Regions from separate parts of the Zea mays genome. Here regions 2, 3 and 4 are each linked to region 1. Evidence: chromatin contacts called from public Hi-C data. All regions are on one chromosome and are shown on one strand. The core of a region is the stretch at or near the end of the contact, and the rest is flanking DNA. Distances in the headings are between cores, read along the strand shown. Region 1 holds the start of LOC100283996. Region 2 holds the start of LOC103649959 (probable serine/threonine-protein kinase PBL7). Region 3 holds the start of LOC103651874. Region 4 holds the start of LOC100281498.

Evidence for each region. A called contact is a pair of places that touch in the nucleus more often than the background predicts.
Region 2: a contact with region 1 is called in a Hi-C map of leaf mesophyll, with 3 times the contacts expected there. The contact joins the promoter of LOC103649959 here to the promoter of LOC100283996 in region 1. A contact is called at or near these places in 4 of 25 Hi-C or Micro-C datasets (bundle sheath, ear, endosperm and 1 more).
Region 3: a contact with region 1 is called in a Hi-C map of leaf mesophyll, with 2.8 times the contacts expected there. The contact joins the promoter of LOC103651874 here to the promoter of LOC100283996 in region 1. A contact is called at or near these places in 2 of 25 Hi-C or Micro-C datasets (ear and leaf mesophyll).
Region 4: a contact with region 1 is called in a Hi-C map of tassel, with 6 times the contacts expected there. The contact joins the promoter of LOC100281498 here to the promoter of LOC100283996 in region 1. A contact is called at or near these places in 5 of 25 Hi-C or Micro-C datasets (bundle sheath, ear, endosperm and 2 more).

Annotation. Positions count from the first base shown.
Region 1 is chr3:36,494,094-36,497,037 of Zm-B73-REFERENCE-NAM-5.0, forward strand. It overlaps LOC100283996, which reads right to left and starts at 1,418. Exons shown (of 1, transcript NM_001156894.2): 1 at 564-1,418. The coding sequence starts at 1,286. The coding sequence ends at 999.
Region 2 is chr3:37,289,693-37,292,636 of Zm-B73-REFERENCE-NAM-5.0, forward strand. LOC103649959 (probable serine/threonine-protein kinase PBL7) reads left to right here and starts at 1,558. Exons shown (of 5, transcript XM_008675652.4): 1 at 1,558-2,057. The coding sequence starts at 1,961.
Region 3 is chr3:35,927,872-35,930,815 of Zm-B73-REFERENCE-NAM-5.0, forward strand. It overlaps LOC103651874, which reads right to left and starts at 1,396. Exons shown (of 4, transcript XM_020550747.1): 1 at 1,383-1,396; 2 at 975-1,172; 3 at 766-862; 4 at 171-616. The coding sequence starts at 1,396. The coding sequence ends at 242.
Region 4 is chr3:37,035,782-37,038,725 of Zm-B73-REFERENCE-NAM-5.0, forward strand. It overlaps LOC100281498, which reads right to left and starts at 1,443. Exons shown (of 7, transcript NM_001368020.1): 1 at 1,106-1,443; 2 at 770-930. The coding sequence starts at 1,169.

The DNA.
Region 1 (2,944 bases), core at 168-2,667:
TCGGCTCGACTCATTTGACAACTCGAGCTGGCTCATTTAGCTCGCGAGCCAGCTCGATAATACCATGTCTAGTGTCTACGAACAGATATAAAATCATGTAGCAAAAGAAAAGGAGATCTATTTAGAAAAAAGAATAGATTTTGCAACTTAATATTTCACACTCAACAAAGAACAAAATTAACTATAGTAGAGTACAAGATTAACTATTTTGGATCGGAGATTATTGTGATTTGACTAATTACTTCAACTCGTTTGGCTCGCGAGTCAGCTCGTGAGCCAGTTCGATCTGGCTCGTTAATACAAGCTCAACTCGTTACAAATTATAAACGAGTCGAGTCGAACCACTATCAAATCGAATCGAGCGAGTTAACGAGCTACGTGTTTTTCGTCCAGCCCTAACCACTACTGCTTGTTTATACAGGGATAAACACCACCTTTCCGCTCGTTTATGTTCAATAAAAAAAGATATATTTTGTCCGATGAAAAAAATACAGCATACTGCATACAAGTTCACCACGTAATCGAGATGACGTGAAAGGTAGGACAAGAACCGGAAGAAACTGTAGCTTTTATTAGTATAGTATAGTACGTACTAGCTGTAGCTGTAGCGACTAGCGAGTACGAAAAGGTAGCGAAAGGGCGAAACCCTGCTCCTCGGAGGAAGTACATCTGATATATAGGAGGAGCACAAGAGAGCAGGCCATCCAGCCCACACACGGCGGCGACCACCGACCACAGGCCGCTCTTCTCCCGTTGGTCGGACCCAAAACGACCCAGCGTCACATCTCATGGCACAGCGACCCGCACCGAGAAGACAGAAGACCTCGCTCGCGCTCTCCCAAGAACGTTCCGGGCGTCGCAGAGCGCGGCCGCACGCGCGCGTGGCTCAACACGCCGTTCGCCACACGAACCCCCAGCCCCCACCTCGTCTCACCCTGGTACGGTGCGCGTATGTCATACGAGACGAGGCGGAGCAGGGTGAAGGGAGCCGGGGCCGCTCAGGCCCGGGCGTAGGTGCGGGCGAGGTGCGCGGCGCGGAGGTCGGCGGGGTCGACGGCGGCGGCCCAGTTGGCGGGGCGGTAGTGGCCCGTGACGGGGTCGGGCACCCACGAGCCCTCGGCGGCGGCGGCGGCGGCGCGCCCGGCCTCCTTGGCCTCGCCCGCGGCCGCGCCCTCCGCCGCGCGCCTCATGGCCCCGGACGCCGCCGACGCCGCGTAGGCCCTGGCCCGGGGGACCAGCGACGCGAGGGCGAAGCGGGCGGAGGTGCCGGAGAGAGACAGAGCCATCGGGCCAGCTGCTGCTGCTGCTTGGGCAGGCAAAGGATTGGCTGGTGGCGCTCCGCTCTGCTCTGGTCTCAGCCCCCCGTGCTCTGCTTTGCGGCGCGTGTGAGCCGGCCGGTGTGGTGTGGTGTGGTGGAGGATGAGAGCGGAGGAGGGGGCGGGGTTTATAAAGAAGAGCCTGGGGGCTGGGAGGGAGGCGGAGGGGGAGCTGGAGGTGGGCTGGTGCCGGTGCGATAGGCAAACGGGCCACCCGGGTTCCCCGCGCTTTTTCTCGGATCGCGACGGGCCTCGGGAACCGGGAAAGCGTCAAAAGCGGTGGCACGTGCGCGGTGGCAGGAAACGGCGCCGCGGGTTCACTGCTTGTGTTTGAGTAATCGAGACGTCGTCGTCGTCGTCATCACCCTTCGATACGGTCGCGTGGTTTGGAAAGTCTCGCTGCTGCAGATCTGTGCATCCGTTCGGCCGGCGTTGCGCGACGGGATCGTAGGGACGGACAACGCCCGATGCCGACGGGTCCGCTCGGAAGGAGCGAGCGAAATTGCCTACTCCAGCCCCCGTCCTCCTCTGCCCGTATGTTTAATTTTCTATTTGTAGAGTATGAATATAGGGGTAAAAGAAGGTGGCAGTGGAGCAGTCCTAATTCTCCACTTCGTGGCTCCTCGATGATGCATGTCGGCCGAGGGATAACGTATGCGTTCGTGGTTGGTGGGTGGGCACGAGGGGGCTACATACAAGTCGACCACTGCGCTAGGTAGGCCGAGGGAGTACTAATAGTTTGTTTTTTCACAACCAAACTACAAAAAGAAAATCCCACCGTCCGCATCGATTGTGCCGCCGTCTGCTGGCCACGAGCCACGAGCCACGTCTCAGGTCCACTGCGAACTGAGTGCGCGGCGCGACCTGACTGACCTCAATGGAGGGGGAGCGTCATTGAGTCACGTCACGCTCCAACACGCCGGCGTCGCCGATATTTCCTCCTCTGCTTCACCTTTTTCCTCCCGGACGCCGGCGCGGCGAACCTCGCGCGCCTCGGTTTTCCAAGGGAAGTTGAGGTAAAAATAATAAATGTCAGGCCAGCGTGCGGGGCGTCCAGACACGCTGGGGCCCCGCGGACCAGTCTGGTTCCGCCGAAAGGGCAAAGCTCCCCGTTCCCGTTGTCCCTTGGCGCGGCGGGAAGGTGCGTGCGGGCGAGGCGCCGACTGGTGGAGGCGGCCGACGGGCCGCGCAAGGCGTCAGCTGGCCAGGTCGTATCTGCCTGGGTCGGCGTCGGCTTGGACGACCGCAGACTGCGTCGTCCGCACTCCGCAGGGGGCCGCTGGACAGGAGGACGAGGTGCCTGTGGGGGTCTGCCAATACGAGTGTGGCGCGTGGCACGATGGGTGCCGGGTGCCAGCCTGGCGCCACTCACCGCACTAGGTCAAAGCCGTCACCACCGGTTTATTTTAAAATTTCAATCCAAATTTTAAAAATTTAAATATATAAATATATATAATATGAGAAAATGAGTAATCTAATACACAACGTATTTAAATTTAGTCTCATTTAACCCATTAAAAAAATAGAAAACGTTTAGACCCATTATTAAGCGCTCGTTAGGGTTTTAATATAAAAACAAAAAAACCTCTCCCCTTCCTCTCACCTTGCCCGGTAGGATACAGGATGAT
Region 2 (2,944 bases), core at 308-2,807, 800 kb after region 1:
CGGCTCGGTTCGGACCGGCTCAACACTAAGAATGAGCCCGAGCCCTAGCGCCGTACGATGTCTCACTATCGTGTGCCACCGCCAGTCACTGACCGGCCCCGTGTAGCCAGCCATTCACGTGCGAAAACAACAATACAACTGCAACCGATCTTGCGTCTTGCCGACTGTCCGAACTCCGAACGATACAGTGCGAAATGGGTGCGTTGCTCTTGTCCAGTATGGCACTGTGCGTCCACTTCCACCCCAGGCAGGCAGGCAGCCGGGCGTCGCGGGCGCCGGACAGGTGGGTGGGTGGCGTCGCGCGAAGGCCACCGGGACACGCTGCTTGCTCTGAAAAGCCGACGAGCAGACAACGGGCCCCGGGACCCGGGACATACTAGAAGAAGGCGGCCGGGATCTGCCGACCCCACCACGGTTCACACAGTCCACACCCTTCGCCGCGCGGCGCCTGCCCGGGCCCCCCGAATGGCCGTCCTTTTCGCGCCGTGCACGCGGACAACAGTGGCACCGGAGGTCGCCTTCACGGTGCGGCCGCGCACCTGGGTGTCCTCCGGATGCAGCAGGTTGGTTGTCGTCGTTCAATAACAATCGAGGGCTTGTTCGGTTATTTTCAATCCATATGGATTGAAGGGGATTGATACGGATTGAAGGGGATTTTGACTTAATAGGGATTGAATCCCCCTCAATCCCTCTCAATCCATATGGATTGGGGTAGAACCGAACATAGTTGGGCCCGTCTGCACGAGGGTGAGGGTGGAACGGGGGTTAGGCTGGAAAGCACGCCTAACAATAATGGATATACGTATTTATTAGTAGAATCATGGCGCTCTAAACCCGCTCCTGCTCCATGTCTTAATCGGTGGATAAGGATAAGCTTAACCGTAATGCACGTAGCACTGTAGCGACCCGTCACCCGTTCTTGACTTGTCAACTACATGCCCCATCCTTTCTGGGAGTGCTGTCTTTTTTTTACTGTAAAGAACGGTCTATGTGAGCGATAACAACAGCAACCTTTTGTGATCCGTGTAAGAAAAATATAATCACACATTTCCCCCCTTTATTGTCCAACCAAAAGCTATCCTTTCTTTTAGATAAAATACCCATTTTGCCCTGCCGCACTAGGTGCTATGGTAGTGATGGAGATGGGCCAAACCTTTTGAACAAAGTAAAAACCTAACGGAAAAAAATGATCCGTTCGTCCTAGTTGTTTTCTAACTGACCAGCAGTCAATATTTACCACACTGGTGACTAATAATAAGATGAGTTTTTTTAACTTGATTTTCAAAGCGAGTACCAAAAACGACCCGGCCTGCTCGCTCGTGTTTCTCTAGATGTACGTGTTGTTCTATGGACTTTTGCAGTGCAGAGTGAAAATCCGCACTTGATTCACAAAGTCTTTATTTTAAAAAAAATTGTATTTTAGTTTCCTGAAACAGTACAGGGAATAGTGTTTTGGACGAACGCATTTGGCTCGAAATTGGAACAAGAGTCCTTCGTGTACCTACTTTTTATAGGTTGACCCCAAATAAACAACTCCATACATAACTATACCTTCACAATTCGTCAAGCAAAACTATACTAAACCCCTTCAATTAGCAATTAATCTTTCCTGCCACTAGTGAGTCTCCGACGTCCCATCGATGCTGACTTTTCCGCCTTCCCTCGGCGCCGTTTTCCGTCCTCCGCTTTCCGTCGGTTTTTTTTAACATGTTTTCAAATCTTTTAGGCCGCACGCTGCTATCCTCATCAGTCTTCTCCGCTTTTCCCCCCATCTCCTTCTGGGCGCACCAGGAAAAAAATTGATACATTCCTCGGCAGCTGCGCGAGTCCTCTGTTGATACCCCCGGCGACCCAAAGCCCCCGTCCGAGCAGCAGCAGCAGCAGCCTAACAGGATTGGGGATTTTTTTTTGCTTCGTGTTCTCCTTCTCCTGCTGTAGGCGTTGATTCGGGTGATGAGAGATGGGCTTCTTGGCGTGCTTGTGCCGATGCCCTCAGGACGGGGACGACGACGAGAAGGAGGGGGAGCAGTTCAGAATCAACCACCAGGTCGCCTCAGGTGACGGGCGATGCTCATGCTTCAAAAAAAATTCTTTCTTTCTTGCGTTATGTTTCCTGCTTTTGCCTTCGTTAGTTGTAGCAAGCATACTTCGTCAGTTCGTCTGGCTAGGAAATTCTCGTTTCTTGGTGCTTCGTTCTGATACTAGCTTGTTCGCGGTATGTGTGGCCCTGATACTATACTCCGGTACCATGCTTCCTGTGAAGCTGAACTCGCGCTTGCTGTCAGAGGGACGTTTAATTCTACAAAATGAAAATAAAACCAAGTCTACTGATTCGTGAACTTGGTAGCGTAACCGGTTTTTAGTTGTTTATTTACGCGAGTGAAGAATTGTACTCATACTCAGCCATCATGAACTTTTTTTTTTATTCTGAATAGCATGGTCAACCTTTTCTTTATCACACGGCACCCAGCCTCGCGGACGAATTCCTTTAGCAACCAAGGCTGTTAGATTTAATCTTGCCATTGTGTAGCTAGAAACAATAGGCTGTGGCTGATCAAGTGCGTAGCAGCAAAACGTGTGAGACTAGTACGCTGTTGTTGCCTTGAGCGGTTACATACTCATGGTCATGGTGTGTGAGACTGTCACTGAGAATATGGACCGAGACTTTTTGGGCCAGCACGAGCACATGAGTCAGGCTTGGATCTACATAACCTATTAAAGTTAATATTGTTTAATTTCTTTAATTTAGTAATTTATAGACTTTATATCGTTGTAATATTTGAACTTTATGTGGTCAAATGACGTTAGCATTGTTTAATATCGTTAATTTAGTAAGCTATAGACTTTATGTGGTTGTAATATTTGAATTTTATGTGATTCAAATATATACTTAGGCTTAGGTCGGCACGGTCCAACGTAGGCATGACGTGCTTTAGGGCTATGC
Region 3 (2,944 bases), core at 146-2,645, 570 kb before region 1:
CCGGGGCCGTACAAGTGCCCGTCGCCGCCGAGGCGCTGCAGGAGGGATCTATACTCTTTTTCTGTGAGGAGCTGCAAACCTTCTGATTTGCTGCCGGCTCCACAAAATTTTTTTCCCTGTACACCCCGTAGTATACTACCGCCTGCCTGCGCGGGCTGCGGCAACCGAAGTTGTTTTTACTGACATCCTGCTATATATATAATATGGTCCCTACTACACACGGTTACTTCCACGTACGCGCTCACGTCCATACGAGGACGACAGCAGCGGCCGCACTCAGCAGCAGCGGCATCGCTTGCGCCAGGCTGCTGACGCGGGCGTCGCTCCCGCGGCCGTACAAGTGCCCGTCGCCTCCGAGGCGCTGCAGCACGTCGTCGAAGTCGCCCCGGAGGCCGGAGCGGCCGCACCACCCGCGGGCGAGCACGAGGCGGACGTCGGCGGCGGAGGCGCCGTTGTAGAAGCGGAAGCCGGCCACGATGCCGTCGTCGACGCAGCGCAGCACGAGGTGCGTCTCCACCAGGCACGGCCCGCCGCAGAAGGCGTCCACCGACCCCGGCGGCACGTCCAGCGCGCCCTCGGGGCCCAGCCGGAGCGCGCCCTGGCACCCGCTGTAGATCTTGGCATCATATGGCACGCAGTGAGCAGCAAGGGCGTTCAGTACGTATGCTCGCCATATATATTGATCATGACAAGAGCGTGGGATAGCCCAAAACTACGATAAGCTAGACGCGACGAGTATGTATATATACACATATGCACACTCACGTAGCGATCGTTGAAGCAGGACAGGGCTCTCCCGACTATGCTCGCGGCGTCTGTCTTCTGGCCGTGGAACGCTGCTGCTGCTCCTCCATCTGCAATTCTGCATATGCATGAGTTCCGCACGTACGTACGTACCAGTGCAGTGATGAGCAACATGGAACCGTGACGTATGTGCGAGGACTTGAGAGCAGAGCAGGCGAAGAAACGGGGACCTGCTGAGCTGCAGCAGGCAGCTGGGAGCCGGATCAGGAAGCAGCAAATAAAGCAGGCGATGCACGCCGCTGCCAGGAACGAAAACGGCGGCCTGCTGCAAACGGATGCCATAGTCTCGATCCCGACAGTTTAAACTCTCCCTCTCGACGTCGTCGGCGCCGCCCGTATGTACGAGGAAGAACTTTAAGATCGACGAGCTATATATATATATGCAACTTTGCTAATCTTGCGTCGCGTTCGCCCGGTCGTCGACGATGCGTGAATGCACGATAGTTTCTCAAGCTCCGCGGCTCTGGTTGGGTGCTGGTTTCCTTGGTGGGCAGGGCGGCAGGCCAACCAACCTGTGACCAGAGCGCATGAGAGATACAGGCAGGTTCAGAGGAGTCCAAGACCATCTTTTATTTTACCTCTCTTTCGCCATGACGCATTTCCCTGATCGTATGGTGGTGGACTTGTGACTTTCGTATTTCCCCTTTTTCGGTCATAATCTTCAGAAGGCTGAACACCTTCGAATTGAGCCTGGTCTTTGTGAAACGAAAGTGGAGCTGGTATTACCAGCCCTGTTCTATTTGGATTTTGGAGGCATGATGGTTTTGGTTGGTCGTGAATTCACCAGAAGCTCCCGCAGAAGATCATCAAAACAGGACAACACAGTCGATTGCAAATATAGGTGCCCAAACGGGCGGCCCGGTCCGGCACGGGTCCGTTAGGCCCGACGGATAATTGGGGCGTGCCCGGCCATTCCGCGTGCCGCAGCACAGGCACGGCACGTCGGCATGTTAGTCGTGTCGGACGTCCGGTTAACCGGCCACGTTCTCCCATTAAATCAAGAAAAATAACAAAAAACTGTGTGTGAGTGGGGATGGAGACTAACAAGTAGAACTCTAGTGTATTTGTTGTAAATAGCAAATATAAAATGTAAATATATATATACTATGTTTTATAAAATAAAATATATATAATTGTGCCGCGTCGTGCAGGCCGAGGCAGCGGCCCAAGAACAACACGATTCTCGTGTTGGGCCCGGCTCGACACTATTAAACGGGTCGTGCTTCGGGCTGGCCCGTTAGGCATGACCCATTTAGCGCTCTATAATTGCAAAGATATCTTTGGAATACTCGCGAAAGATGAATGTGTACAGGGAGCTTTGAAGAGTAAACATTTAAAATCTCTTGTGCTCGCATACTGTTCAATTATTTATATGGATATGATGATGTACAACTTTATATAAAATTACATTAATAACACAATGTATATACACGGAGTCTATTAAGTTCGCGGGGTGTTTCTGTTTTTTCCTCTAAGAAACGTGTTATGCACGTCGCTTCTGTATTCCTTTGCCACTACTTTGTATCTGAGCTTAAGTAGTATCTGAGCTTGTACGAGATTCAGGTGTGTTGACTCTAGACTTCAGCGATAAGCCCTCCTTAATGACGAAGCTGTTTCTCTCTCCCTTCGTTTACCGAAGCTTTCAGTCGACGCTTGCCTTTGTTCCTGAAAAAGTCTTAGGACAACAGAATCTGATAATTCGAGGACCTTCAGGGCTGATTTGGTGATCCAAGATCCCGGGAGGATCGGAGGGGATTAAAGGGAAATTAGTTCATTTCCCCCTCGATCCCCTCCAATCCTCTCGGGATCCCTTTGTCACCAAATCAACCCTCAATGAAACCCTTTTCCTCAACACTAATTTCTGGTGGGCACATGTCAGCTATTGAAAATAAATGCTTATTTTTATCGGCTGATGCCTGGCCACAAAAAATAATAAGCTTATTTTTTATGGCTGATACCTAACCACTGATAATAACAAATTTATTTTTCTATGGGTTGGTGTCGGTCACCAAAAATAAGGTTATTTTTTACGGCATATGAATAAAAGTTATTTTGGCCATTTTCCTTATAGTGACGGGTGTAATTGTTAAAAGCGTCTCCAACCAGTAGTCCTACATCGGCGTCCTAAAATTTAAAGTAG
Region 4 (2,944 bases), core at 193-2,692, 540 kb after region 1:
GAAAACACAGAAGACTTTTAACAGGTACATGCTTAAATCAAAAGGCATGCTAAAACATTTCTGGAATATCCTACAAGTCTGTACATTCGACTCCAATCACCCATTCATTCTGGTGTGACATATGAGGGTTCTAGCTCCTATCAGACTCCAATCTCCCACTCAATGTAGATATATGAAGAATAGCTATTATATACTCCTCCATTCCAAATTATAAGGCATTTTGGCTTGTTTTAGATACATTAGTTTTACTATGTATCTAGACATAGTGTATACTATGTGTATAGCGAAAGCTATGAATCTAAAAAAGCCAAAACGTCTTATAATTTGGAATAGAGGAACGGAGTACCAAAGATGCAAGACATCAGACAAGCACATGCACATAGACAATACAATCCTAATAGGAGTAGAACTGCAGACGCAGAGCAGCCTGCAATGCAAGCTAGTAAACGCCTAAACAGTATGGCAATATTCACTATCCAGGGCAAAGATAGCAAATCCAAATTCCCCCTCCTCAACCACAAGACACCAAAATTTCATAACTTCCACACTTCCATGACGTTATATAATCATCAACTCGCCGAAAACCGTCAACTTTAAGCAACAAACTTGCCACCCACCAACCAGCTGTAATCATCACGCAGCGCCCGTCATTGTCAGGATAGCAGAAGCGCTTAGCTCACCAGTAACCATCGAGCTGAGCACGAGACACAAAAACAGAGCAGAGCAGGGATAGGGGTGGGGGAGCGGCGTGGATTAGGCTGGTTCTCACCGGGGCCGGCCGATCGCGGGGGTGGTTGTAGCGGCAGCGCTCCCCGTAGCCGCAGGCGCCCGTGCGGAGGTAGTAGGCGCAGTCCGCCTCGCCCGGCCGCTCCGGAAGCTTCTCCTCCCCTGCTTCCCCGTCGTCGCCGAGCCCCAGCCTCCGCATCGAGTCTGCGAAAGCATCCACGTCAACAGCACGGTCAGCAGCACACGCCGGGTCCAAGCAGTCGCATCGGAGATCCAAAACCCTAGCGAGTGAGTGGGCAAAAGCAGAGCGGCGAAACCCCCACGGACGCAGCGGAGCCCCCAGTTACGTGGACGAGGTCGGACCGGGCGGCAAGCGTACCTTCCAGTCCGGTGCCGGTGCCGGCGTCGGCCCCGCCGCTCTTCGCCGCCGCGTACGGCTCCATCCGACGGCCCCCCGGAAGCTCCCGGAGAGCGGCGATCGGGCGCCTGCCTCGCCGACCGGGCTCGATCGAAGCTCAGGCGAGCGAGCGAGCACCGGAACCTCACGGAGCCAAAGGGAAGAAAAATTATTCCAGAATTTTTTTTCTGCGCTGCTGCTGTGCTCGCTTGCAGCTCCCTCGCGGTTGCTTCCTGGCGACTCCTCTTCTGCCTGCCTGCCTGCACTGGCGTCTCGCCCCCAGTACGCGGTCGCGTCGCGGTGGCCTTTTGCGAGGAGAGGGATGGGGACTGGGGATCGGGAGTAGCCAGTGGTGGTGGGGTGGGGTTTTCCGTTCGGCGCTGGAGCCCCGTGCCGCGGGAGACAGCGAGCGAAACGGGCGGACGCGTGGATTCGCTCGGGCAACCGCTACCGCAACCGCGCGGCGCTGCTGGAGCAACTCCAATAGTTATGTAAATTTTAGCTCTCTAAATCATAGATTTAAGAAGTTGCTAAATGGTTTTTGGAGTAAAAAAATGTGAGTTCTCCAATAGTTCTCTAAATATAGGTTGTAATTTTGTTTTGTATCTATCCACATAAAAAAATAAGTCGCAAAAACTATATAATGCAGTCAATATTTTTGTTTAGGGAGTTGTTAAATGGTTGCCAAATGTAGAGAGAAAATGAGGTTAGATGACAAGTTGTTAAATTTAGAAAGTTCATTTAGAGAACTGTTGGAGAATAGTTTTTATGTTAACTACCTAAATTATTGATTTAGGAAGTCTTTTAGGGTCTGTTTGGTTGGTTTCTCTCGCCAACCTGGCTGTGTGAGCCAGGATCACTGGAGCCTGGCTCTGGAGATGCGACCAATCTGCTCGTATCTGGTGAGCCTGGCCCAAGGTGCTTTAAGGATCGTGCGAGTCTGGATCCAAATCTACATGCAGGCAACCAAACACAGAGCTCGCACGCGCATAGCCAGGCTCATAGCAACCAAACAGCAGCTACCCGCATCCCACGATGCAAGCACGCGCAGATGCAGGCAACCAAACAGACCCTTAGAGAACTATTGGAGTTGCTCCTACCGGCACCGGGGCACGAGTACGGCGTGGCGTGGCGTGGCGTGGCGTCGCATAGGCCTGGTGTTTAGCTGTGGGCTGCCTGTAGGCTGTAGCAGAAGCGCGGCGCCAATGTGCATGCGAAACGGAAAAGGAAAGGGGCAGGCAGGCAGCCGCGTGTTGCAATAAATGCGCGGTCGCCGTGGTGGGCCCGCTTCGGGACGATGGTGGTTCGTTGCTTTCCTCTGAGGCCTGACCGTGGCCTGCTAGACCGCAAGGTCACGTGCCGCTGCCACAGTAGTAGACTGGGCGTGGGCGGGCTCCTCCCGTAGACCGTAGTCGCATCCTAGGATCCGGGCGACTCCTTATTTGGCCTACGGCACACTTCCTATTTTATCCCTATCATATTTCATATTTTAAACTTCACTCTATAACAGTATAATCTACAGTGAAAATAAACGTAATTAAGATAATTAGAGGAGATATATTTTCCTAGGCGCATTACAAGCACGAAGAGAGGGAAAGTGCCATGCTACAAAGTTTCCTGTGAGTTGTTAGCGGGTGACCCGAGTGGAGGCCTGAGCCCCCTTCGATAGAGGTCGAATAGCGGTCCGGAGACACGCCCCAATATACTTGCAGGTGATTCGCTAGTCCGGATCCATTCGATAGGATCCGAGGGCTTAGTGCCTCCTCTGGTGGGATACCATTACAAAGTGTTCATGTGGGTCTCGAATATGTCCTAGGGTAC